Linked DNA regions of Zea mays: region 1 is linked to region 2. Evidence: chromatin contacts called from public Hi-C data. All regions are on one chromosome and are shown on one strand. The core of a region is the stretch at or near the end of the contact, and the rest is flanking DNA. Distances in the headings are between cores, read along the strand shown.

Evidence for each region. A called contact is a pair of places that touch in the nucleus more often than the background predicts.
Region 1: a Hi-C map of ear shows a contact between it and region 2, with 1.9 times the contacts expected there. The contact joins the promoter of LOC100286057 here to the enhancer-like site in region 2. A contact is called at or near these places in 2 of 25 Hi-C or Micro-C datasets (ear and tassel).

What each region holds. Positions count from the first base shown.
Region 1 is chr8:93,521,322-93,525,640 of Zm-B73-REFERENCE-NAM-5.0, forward strand. It overlaps LOC100286057 (ubiquinone biosynthesis protein ubiB), which reads left to right and starts at 2,989. Exons shown (of 7, transcript NM_001372017.1): 1 at 2,989-3,386; 2 at 3,504-3,734; 3 at 4,125-4,319. The coding sequence starts at 3,045.
Region 2 is chr8:93,331,348-93,335,821 of Zm-B73-REFERENCE-NAM-5.0, forward strand. No RefSeq gene overlaps it. Among protein-coding and RNA genes, the nearest start is that of LOC103635555, 12 kb to the left of the region's middle. Within about 2 kb of position 1,619, at least 14 of the 20 cell types and tissues checked have an H3K27ac peak or open chromatin away from gene starts, as enhancers often do. A contact at or near this core is called in ear and tassel, where this site is marked.

The DNA of each region.
Region 1 (4,319 bases), core at 1,739-4,238, 190 kb after region 2:
ACTCTAACGAGCAATTGGCATGCCACTGGAGGATCTTCGTGTCTGGAATATCTTCGACCATGCACAGGTACTCTCGGTGGCCTTCCATGCCCCCGTATAGAGGTAGAATCGACGGTGAAGTCTCAAATCGATGGTGGTGGCGACTTCTCTCCCTTTCTCTCTCCCCTCTGCTTGATTGATGTCGCTCTGCTCCACCCGATGACTTCGGTGCTGCCTCAATGGTCAAGGGGGGGTCGACTTATATACCCCAGAGGCGCAAGCAACCAGGTCCGGTTGATTCAATCTCTAACAAACTCTCCATTCCTCCGTGCGGCGCAGTGAAATCCGGGGAAGAATCTTCTGCCCACTGGGCCCACACGCAAGTAGACGCAAGTGATGACATGCAAGTGAAGAACCTTACACTTCAGATGAGCCCCCACCATAAGTGAGCTCATGCACATTATTCCCCACAACTTGTTGAACGATGAACATATGTGAGCTCACTCTAGCTAAACTCACACCATGTCAAGGATAGGTACCGCAAGATGAGGAGCATGAAGGATGCTACAATGAGTTCGGAGAGGTCTAGGCTGTCATCTCACAGTCAACTATGGTTATAGAGGATCATTGTCGTCATATGATGTAATTATTTAGCTATTTTGTACAAAACTCTATTATGTAATAAAGATGTGACATTGATTTCTGTACCATGAGTCATCATATGTGTGAGACTTGATCCTAGGACACATTTGAGACACGCCTAGATTTGTCCTTAAATCCGGGTGTGACACGAGGCTAGCCTTCACTGTCCAATCAGTGCACGTAAAACCAGTTATCCGTCCAACCACCCCACTTATTCTTGGAGCATGGGACAAGCTCAAAAATCTTCCCCGTAGTATTCCCCATCTTCCGGGTGAAAGTGCAGCTCCTAAACTGTTCGATAATCCCATCCACAACCCTCTTTCGCTAGTGTAAACAATAATGCTTAGAGAAGACCTCCACTGATGGAGTCCCCCAAAAGTGGTAGTCACCCACATAAACTTGCTTAGGGCAAACATGGCATTCGGAGCAGCTGATGGAGTTGAACCCTAAACTTCTCCAATACCCTCAACAAGAAATCATGGCAGGGTAACCGAAGCCTGGCATTGAAAAAACTTTCAAAGGCCACCACCTCGCCTACTAGCACTGGTGTAGTCTTCGCACTACTCTCAAATTTGGTTTTTATTCACTCTAACTCATATTTTAGACCAAGTTTGTGTTGTTTGAGTTAAGTTTTGTAGGATCACCTGTTCACCCCTCTAGGTGCTCTCAGTTACCATGTGGTAATTACCCCATGGCACAAAATATTCCTATGATGTGGAAGGTAACTGGGGCATAACTGTACTTGGTCTTACCTACCCCTACCTGCTCCTATAAATGCCTCCGCCCTATAGTAGGGTGGGACACACATAACGATACGCTATAGTTCCCTACCTAACATTTTGTTGTGCATCGTGTCTCTCTCCTATCCCCGAGTGTCTGGGTCCACTTGTCGGGACCCAACATAGACATCTCTTGCCTCGAGCTTTTGCTTCCTATTGGATGTGTTAGGACCATCGATGATGTACATAATGTCCTGCATCGGCTCTAGGAATTTGTCCATCATCTGAGTCATTTTCTTGCTGGTCTCTAGCTTCTGGGCCTCAGTCTCCGACTCCTTTAGTAGTTTTTGCGTGAAACCCCGGATATTTCGGAAGTCATGATTAATGTGATGGCCATGTGGATGGAAGATGCATCACCCTTCCATGGTGTTTTGGAATTTGCTATTGTAATCTTATTTCCTGGTGGAGTGTTGCCTCGACGTGTCGAGTCCCTCGCTCAACAACATTGACTAGGCGGTCCTGCCTGCTCTTCTGGCTCTTCTCTAGCTCAGCCTTCTGCTCCACCTTTCCCTTGTCCTTGAGGACATGTTCTACAACACCTCTTAGCTCATGATGTATTTACTGGCCACCTCGAAGAGGGGAGATGAAGTTTAGATCCATGCGAATGAGCCTTCATGGAAGTTCTCGGTCCCTGAGGTCTTTGCGAAAGACGTAGACATGTCTTCTCAGACATGCTTGAAACATCAGCTTACACGTCATGCCAATGCTTGATGTACCTGTGCATAGTCCCATATTCCTACTGCATGACTTGCATGAGGTCTTAGGGATGTTTGGTTACTAGGGACTAATTTTTAGTCTTTAGTCTATTTTAATCTCTAAATTGCAAATACGGAAATGGAAATAGAGTTTTAGTTTCCGTATTTGATAATTTATAAACTAAAATTTAATAAAATAAAAGGACTAAAAGTTAGTCCCTAGAAACCAAATACCCCTTATTGTGTAGGCAACGACTTGCAAGCAGTCCTTCTATGCAAACGTGTAAGCAAACTATCTGATCCATTAGATCGTGATCCAACCGTAGGTCACATTTAACATTTAAACCCTTCCACCATCACCTCAATAATATTTATAAAAAATCTCCTAACAAACTATGGTTGTATCTATGGTTGGATCGTAATCTAATGGATCAGATGGTTTGCTTGTACGCTTGCACAGAAAGACTGTTTGCATAATAATCGTTGCCTATTGTGTATTCTCCTATTTGCAGGTTATGCTAAAGTTATTAATAAATAATTAAATAGATACTTCAGCAGTTCAGCTACCCCATGAACGACATAGCTAGCCATGAGGCCAAACAACTCTGTTGTACCTCACACACATTGGCAAGTATCCCACTCCTTGCCCAGCACGTCAACACAGTGTTTCTCCAGAATATACTGCAGTCTGCGGCTTGGTCAGTTGCCGAAGCCGTGCAGTCTGCGGCTCCTGCCTACAGCTACAGGTGCCGTGAGCGTCGACGACGCCGCCTCTCGTGCTCTGTCTGTGGCGCACATCAAATCCTCTCGCAGAACAGCCAAACCAACCACCAAAATGTAAGAACACACGCCCGGCGCTGTGACGCCTACGCTACTAGTCAGTACTCAGTACAGTAGTCACCCCCAAAGCTCCGCCTACGCACCTCTTCCCACTCGCCCGGCCGCGGCTATGGCGGCCACCACGTCCACAACGCCGGCCGTCTCCTTCTCCCTCCCCTCGCCCCCGCACCGCCAAGGGGCCCCGCGCCGCCGCGCGCCTTTCCTCCTCCGTGCCGCCTCCACCGCGGCGCCCCCCTCCCCCGACCTCTCCATCCAGCTCTCGCCCCGCGCGTCCCCGCCCGCGTCGACAAACGGCGCCGCCACCGCGCTTGGACGCCCCGTGGCCGCCTCCTTCGCCCGTGACCGCGCCGAGGACCTGCAGGCCGAGGCCCGCGCCATGGCCCGCGCCGCCGGCGCCACAGTCTACAGCCCCGAGCTCCTCGCCTCCCGCTACGGCTCCCGCCCCTTCAAGGCACGCGCCCCGGGCTCAGGCCTCCACCAATTTTGGACTTGATCTACCTCTGCTCCGCAACCTCAGTGCTCGGATTTTGATTCATGCTCCCCTGACTGCTGCTATGTAATTCATCAGGTGGCGCTCCGGGCAGCGGAGGTGCTGTCCAAGCTGGCGTCGTTCGGGGTGAAGGTCCTGCTGGACGAGCGGAGAGGGGAGTCGTCCTCGGAGAGGAGACGCGCCAGAGCGGTGGAGTTGCGCAGCATCCTCACCAGACTGGGCCCAACCTTCGTCAAAATTGGGCAGGGTCTGTCCACACGCCCCGACCTCTGCCCGGTCGAGTACCTCGAGGAGCTCGCCGAGCTGCAGGTGCGTCCGTTTCCCATTCTTTGCTTGCTTGGCCTTGTATGTGATTTAAGGTAGTTTCAGGATAGCACTATCAATGCCATTAGAGCTTTTTTCTGGTGGTGAAAGTAGAGCATCACTACGCCTAATCTCATATTGAATTGTGATTCATTCAACATGCATATACTACTGCCCAGGGTTTCTCCCATTATGAGATGCTTTGCAGTTTCTAGTGGTGGCTGGGCGTCGTTGGTCACTTATGAAACAGCTAATAAGTGGTTTGGATGGATCCGGTTCCATCTTCTAGAGTTCAAAATTGAGGATGCACTCCTCATTGTAACTTGCGAAGTTACTTCTAGTGCAAATTTTAGTTCCCTCACAAGTCCCAACTGTTGAGACTTCGCTTTCTTGCAGGATTCACTTCCCACATTTCCGGATGAGGATGCATTTGCATGTATTGAGAGAGAGCTTGGCTTCACGCTTGATTCAATCTACTCGGCAATTTCACCTTCCCCCATTGCAGCCGCTAGTTTAGGTCAAGTTTATAAAGCAAAGTTGAAATACTCTGGGAAGCTGGTGGCTGTGAAGGTGCAGAGACCCGGTATCGAG
Region 2 (4,474 bases), core at 369-2,868:
GTTTGTGTTCATAATCTGAATACTAAAACATGTAGCAGGCAAAATTACTCGATGGATCACTTTGTGTCAGTGGTAGCTGATGACCATGCCTTGCCCTGTATAACTGAGCACAAGCCTTTTGCCAGTGATGTTTTTTTTACTATATGTGGGTACATATACGATTTCACAACCTTTTGGGCTTTCTAAAAATTTGAATGATGAACTCATGTTGGGTTGTTGACAAACTAATTTCTTGCATCTATTCACATAGAACACCTACAGGCCGCCAACGAGGACGGCAGGTCGATGCGCCTGGCGGACGCCCCCAGCTTTGCTGCACTGTGCATGTGTTCTCTGCAGTTTGCAATGCTGTGTTGGTACCAGGCGGTTCGTTTGATTGTCTTTGCATGCGTTTTCTGCAACTCATGTAAAGACGGTGAATTGCTGGCCATTTTGATCTGTTTTTTATGCAACTCGTGTTTTTCTGCAATGCTGTGCTGGTAAATACATGATTGCTTTGCCATGTCATGTAACTGATGCTATAATTCTCATCCCTGTAAGAAAGATTTAAGTACCTATGTTGGCTTGGCTAGGCAGAACCATAGGGTTGTGATAACAATGCAAACATTATCTTAGATATGGTTGTTTAATTCAAAATTGAACAAAGCCATAAGAGCTCATAAACGTGGAACTAAACCATTACTACTGTAACTATTGGTGGAGGGATTTTCTGCGCCTTTCGTTGTTGCAGGGCGCGCTAAGCGCGCCTTCTGTTCTAGTAGATTTAAATAGATAGGTATGCTGGACGGTTGAAATGTCTTTTGTTGTCGGCCAGATGAAGATCCATCGAGTAAAACAACATCGTCTCCCTCGTCCGCGTATAGTGGCACTGTTATTAACACCCTACTCCACGGATCACAACTGGTTTCACTAACAAGGAGTACAGGCAGGGATACACGATCTCGGGATGAGAGAGGAGGTAGAGGACTAAGGAAGAGGAACTCTAACCGTAGAAGCACCTTGCGATGAGGAACCAACAGCTAGGAAGGAGAAAGATGATGCCCCCCTCTTGCCTCTAGTAGAAGACGTCCATGCATGTACTGCTCGACCAGGCGCATACGACGGCCCAACAGTTATCCCTGACAGGCACTTGATGATTGCCTTGACGTCGAATATAGATGGATAATTGGCCAGCTTAGGTACGATACTAAAAAATATGGTTCAGTCACGATCTGATCCGACTAGTATAGTGTCGTGTCTGGACGTCATCTCGACAATTAGTGCTGGCACGTGTACAACACGGTTACAATTTTTTATTTTAAAATTAATAGTTTACATATATTAAGTATAAGAACTCAACATATAACATAATAAAATTACTGCCACACTGGCTAGATGAGTGTGTTTAAGTCTCTTATACACGTGGGTGCGTGTTTGAGCTTCTATATCTACATATTTTTTGCTAAATTATACAATATACTCAGATGAACCAGCATGCTACCGAGCCGGCCCGGCACGGCTAGCAGGCCAACAGGCTATGGCTAGGCCGCTACCGCAGCATGTGGGACCGTCTGACACGGCACAATTTATTAGTCGAGTCTGATGAGCCGTGACTAAAACGGGTCGTGACTAACATGGACCGTGCTGGGTCTGGCCGGGCCCGACCCGTTTGGCGTTCCGAGCGGCTGCAGTAGGAGGCGCTGTCTTGTACTGATTGATGTACACAAAGAACGGGCAACAGGTTGCTAGGACAAGCTTCTGCTCCTACTCCCTTGGTACCAAGACAAAGTACACATCTCGCTTATAAAAAACATTTCTTTATTAAATTAAATATATTAGAAATATTATTAAATACGATGTGCAATAAATGTCACTGTGTTAGTTATAGAATATATATTTATAATAAATTTATTTATAGATTTAAATATTAATATCATTTTCCCTGCATTTTAGTTAAATTTTAAAAAGAATTTCATTGTTTGCCTATGTTATTAGGACTTCTATTCCAATCCCGTACGTGTTATTATTCCAAAAAATCACGGAGCACATCCGAAACGAAACGAATTCTGTACCCTATCTTGTAGGAAGCTTCGCTGCTGTTTCTCAGATTGTCGATCGTGCCCGCCGAGCGGACAGGTGCAGTATTGCAATTTGACCAGTGAGCCGAACAAATTATCTGATCTGATCTTCTTCTTTTTTTTTGAACCCAAATTATCTGATCTTAGCAAGATTGAAAAAGGCGCCGCTGCTGCTACTACTATGTCGTCATAGGGTGGACGCAAGGCGCAAAGTAACCGCACGTGTTCTTTCCACTAGTCCCAGCCCCTAAAACCAAGTTTATATACTTAGTATCTCATATGTCAAAAGATTAATAGATTCTAAATTCTGTTAACTATATATACTAACAAATATTTGTATCCGTTGTTTTAAATAAACGTTACTAGAATAACCAGATGACATGTTTGTATAGCAAATATTTATCTTTACTATATTGATGCATCAGTTTCAACGCTCATTCAGCGTCATCTTTTTACAAATAACTCATTAACCCGCTGCACGCAACCAACCTCCACGCCTCAACCCACACCTCCGCATATAGATGGCCAAGCGGGGGGACATTTGATTAAATCAGCGTAAAATGTTAAAAAATGGTGCAGTGGGTGGGTCCGAACCCACGCCCTGATGGAAGAAGGGCACAAGACACTAAGTGAAATCGTCTAACTAGTAGAAACCATGCTTAGGTGTTTTTTAATATTGAATATAAATTGTACATATGCATATACGGTTTTTTGTAAAATAAAAAAAATATAATTGTGCTAGGCCGGGCCAACACTAAGGCCCAAGCACGGCACGGCGCTCATGTCGGGCTGGCCCATGTACTATTAAATGGGTTGTGCCTCAGCCCGGCCCATCAGACACGGCTCATTTGACCATCTATACCTCCGCACGATAATAATGGTAATCGCCTCAGTTGCCGTCACCTCGTTCACCATCCTGCTTCTTTTCTCTCTCCTCTCATGCCTTCACCTCCGTGTCACCCCATTCTCGACAGAGGGCGTGGGAGCAGGCGCCTCCTCCTCATATCCGTCCGACATCATCCCGACACCGACTCGCGCAGTGGCTATTGCACATCCACGAGGACATTTCACAGCATGCGTGCACCATCATTTTCACCGTCGTTGGACGTCCCGTTCGTCTTCCCGACCTTTGCCCTATTCTTCCTCCTCAACCTACTGCCCCTGCCCACTGTCGCAGCCGCGAGCCGACCAACACTCGTCAACGCGGGTACGGGGCGAGTCGGTCTTGCTCCTGGCCTTTTTCCATGCGTGCCGCCGAGGAGGACACGGTGGCGCCTGCCATGCTTAAGTTATCTTGGTGATAAGGAGTTTAGGTATGAGATATTGGACAACCAAGGTCCGTAGCGCGGCAGCAGTCGACATGTGCTACGGAGTTGGTGGTGGTGGTGTGTCGCATCGGCGGGTCTAGGGCTGGGAAGGCACTCGCATTCTCTCGCCCTTCTCAGACTGACGCCTGGTACGGGTGCCTCTCGATTTGGAGCTGATCCGGCTAGGCTTCGTTTCTCAGCTTGTGTGCTCTCTCCCTATATGTATCTAGCGGTATACTACCTATTTCGCCTCCAAATGCCCAGGTCTTTGTTATGTCCTTCTTCGATAACGAACATGTATGCCCGCCTCTTCTCTTCCCTTCCTGCTCTACGAAACCATGGAAGTGGGGGAGGCGAGGGATGGGGGTCCCTGATTTATTGTCTATCGTACCCGTTCGATGGCTCGGCATCGCCTGTCTACATGGTGTTTGAGGTTGTTGAATTGGATGGAGCAGCAATGATTTGTCATGCTAACAATAAAATGAAAGATTATTTGTTGGTTTTAAACGTTAGTAATTGCTACGAAATACCATAATTTGTATGGAGCGCATCCAATTTTTATTGATGCCTGACTTTAGCAACCGCTCTATATTTTGATCTATCTTTTTTATAAGTTTGAGTTCACATGACTTATTTTAGAAACTTTAGCTCACAAACTTCCTCTTATTTGGTCTCTGTATGGTAAAATTATGTCATTCTGTAATCTCTGTTTGTTCAGTCAATCATTGTGAATTCTCTTCTAATCGCTCCCTTCATTGGTCGTGTTGTACCAAGACATATTGGATGGAGTGAACAACAACATCAGTTAGTCAAATAAAAAAATATTATGCGTAGAGCGTCAATAAAAAACTTGAGATCTTTTTGTTGGATAGTTTACGTAGGTATTATTGTGAGCGGTCCCAACGCAGGGCTGCCCACTAGTCTATACTGCTCCTTAAGAACGCAAGAAGGGGTGCACGGAGGCATCACCATGCCCCCGCTCGCTCGCTCGTGCCCCCCTCACGCGATGCTGGCGTGACAACCGCCGTCCTCCCCACGCGATGCTGGCGTGACAGCCGCCGTCCTCCCCGCCCCACACGCGATGTGCCGAAATATCCGCCCCACGACTCG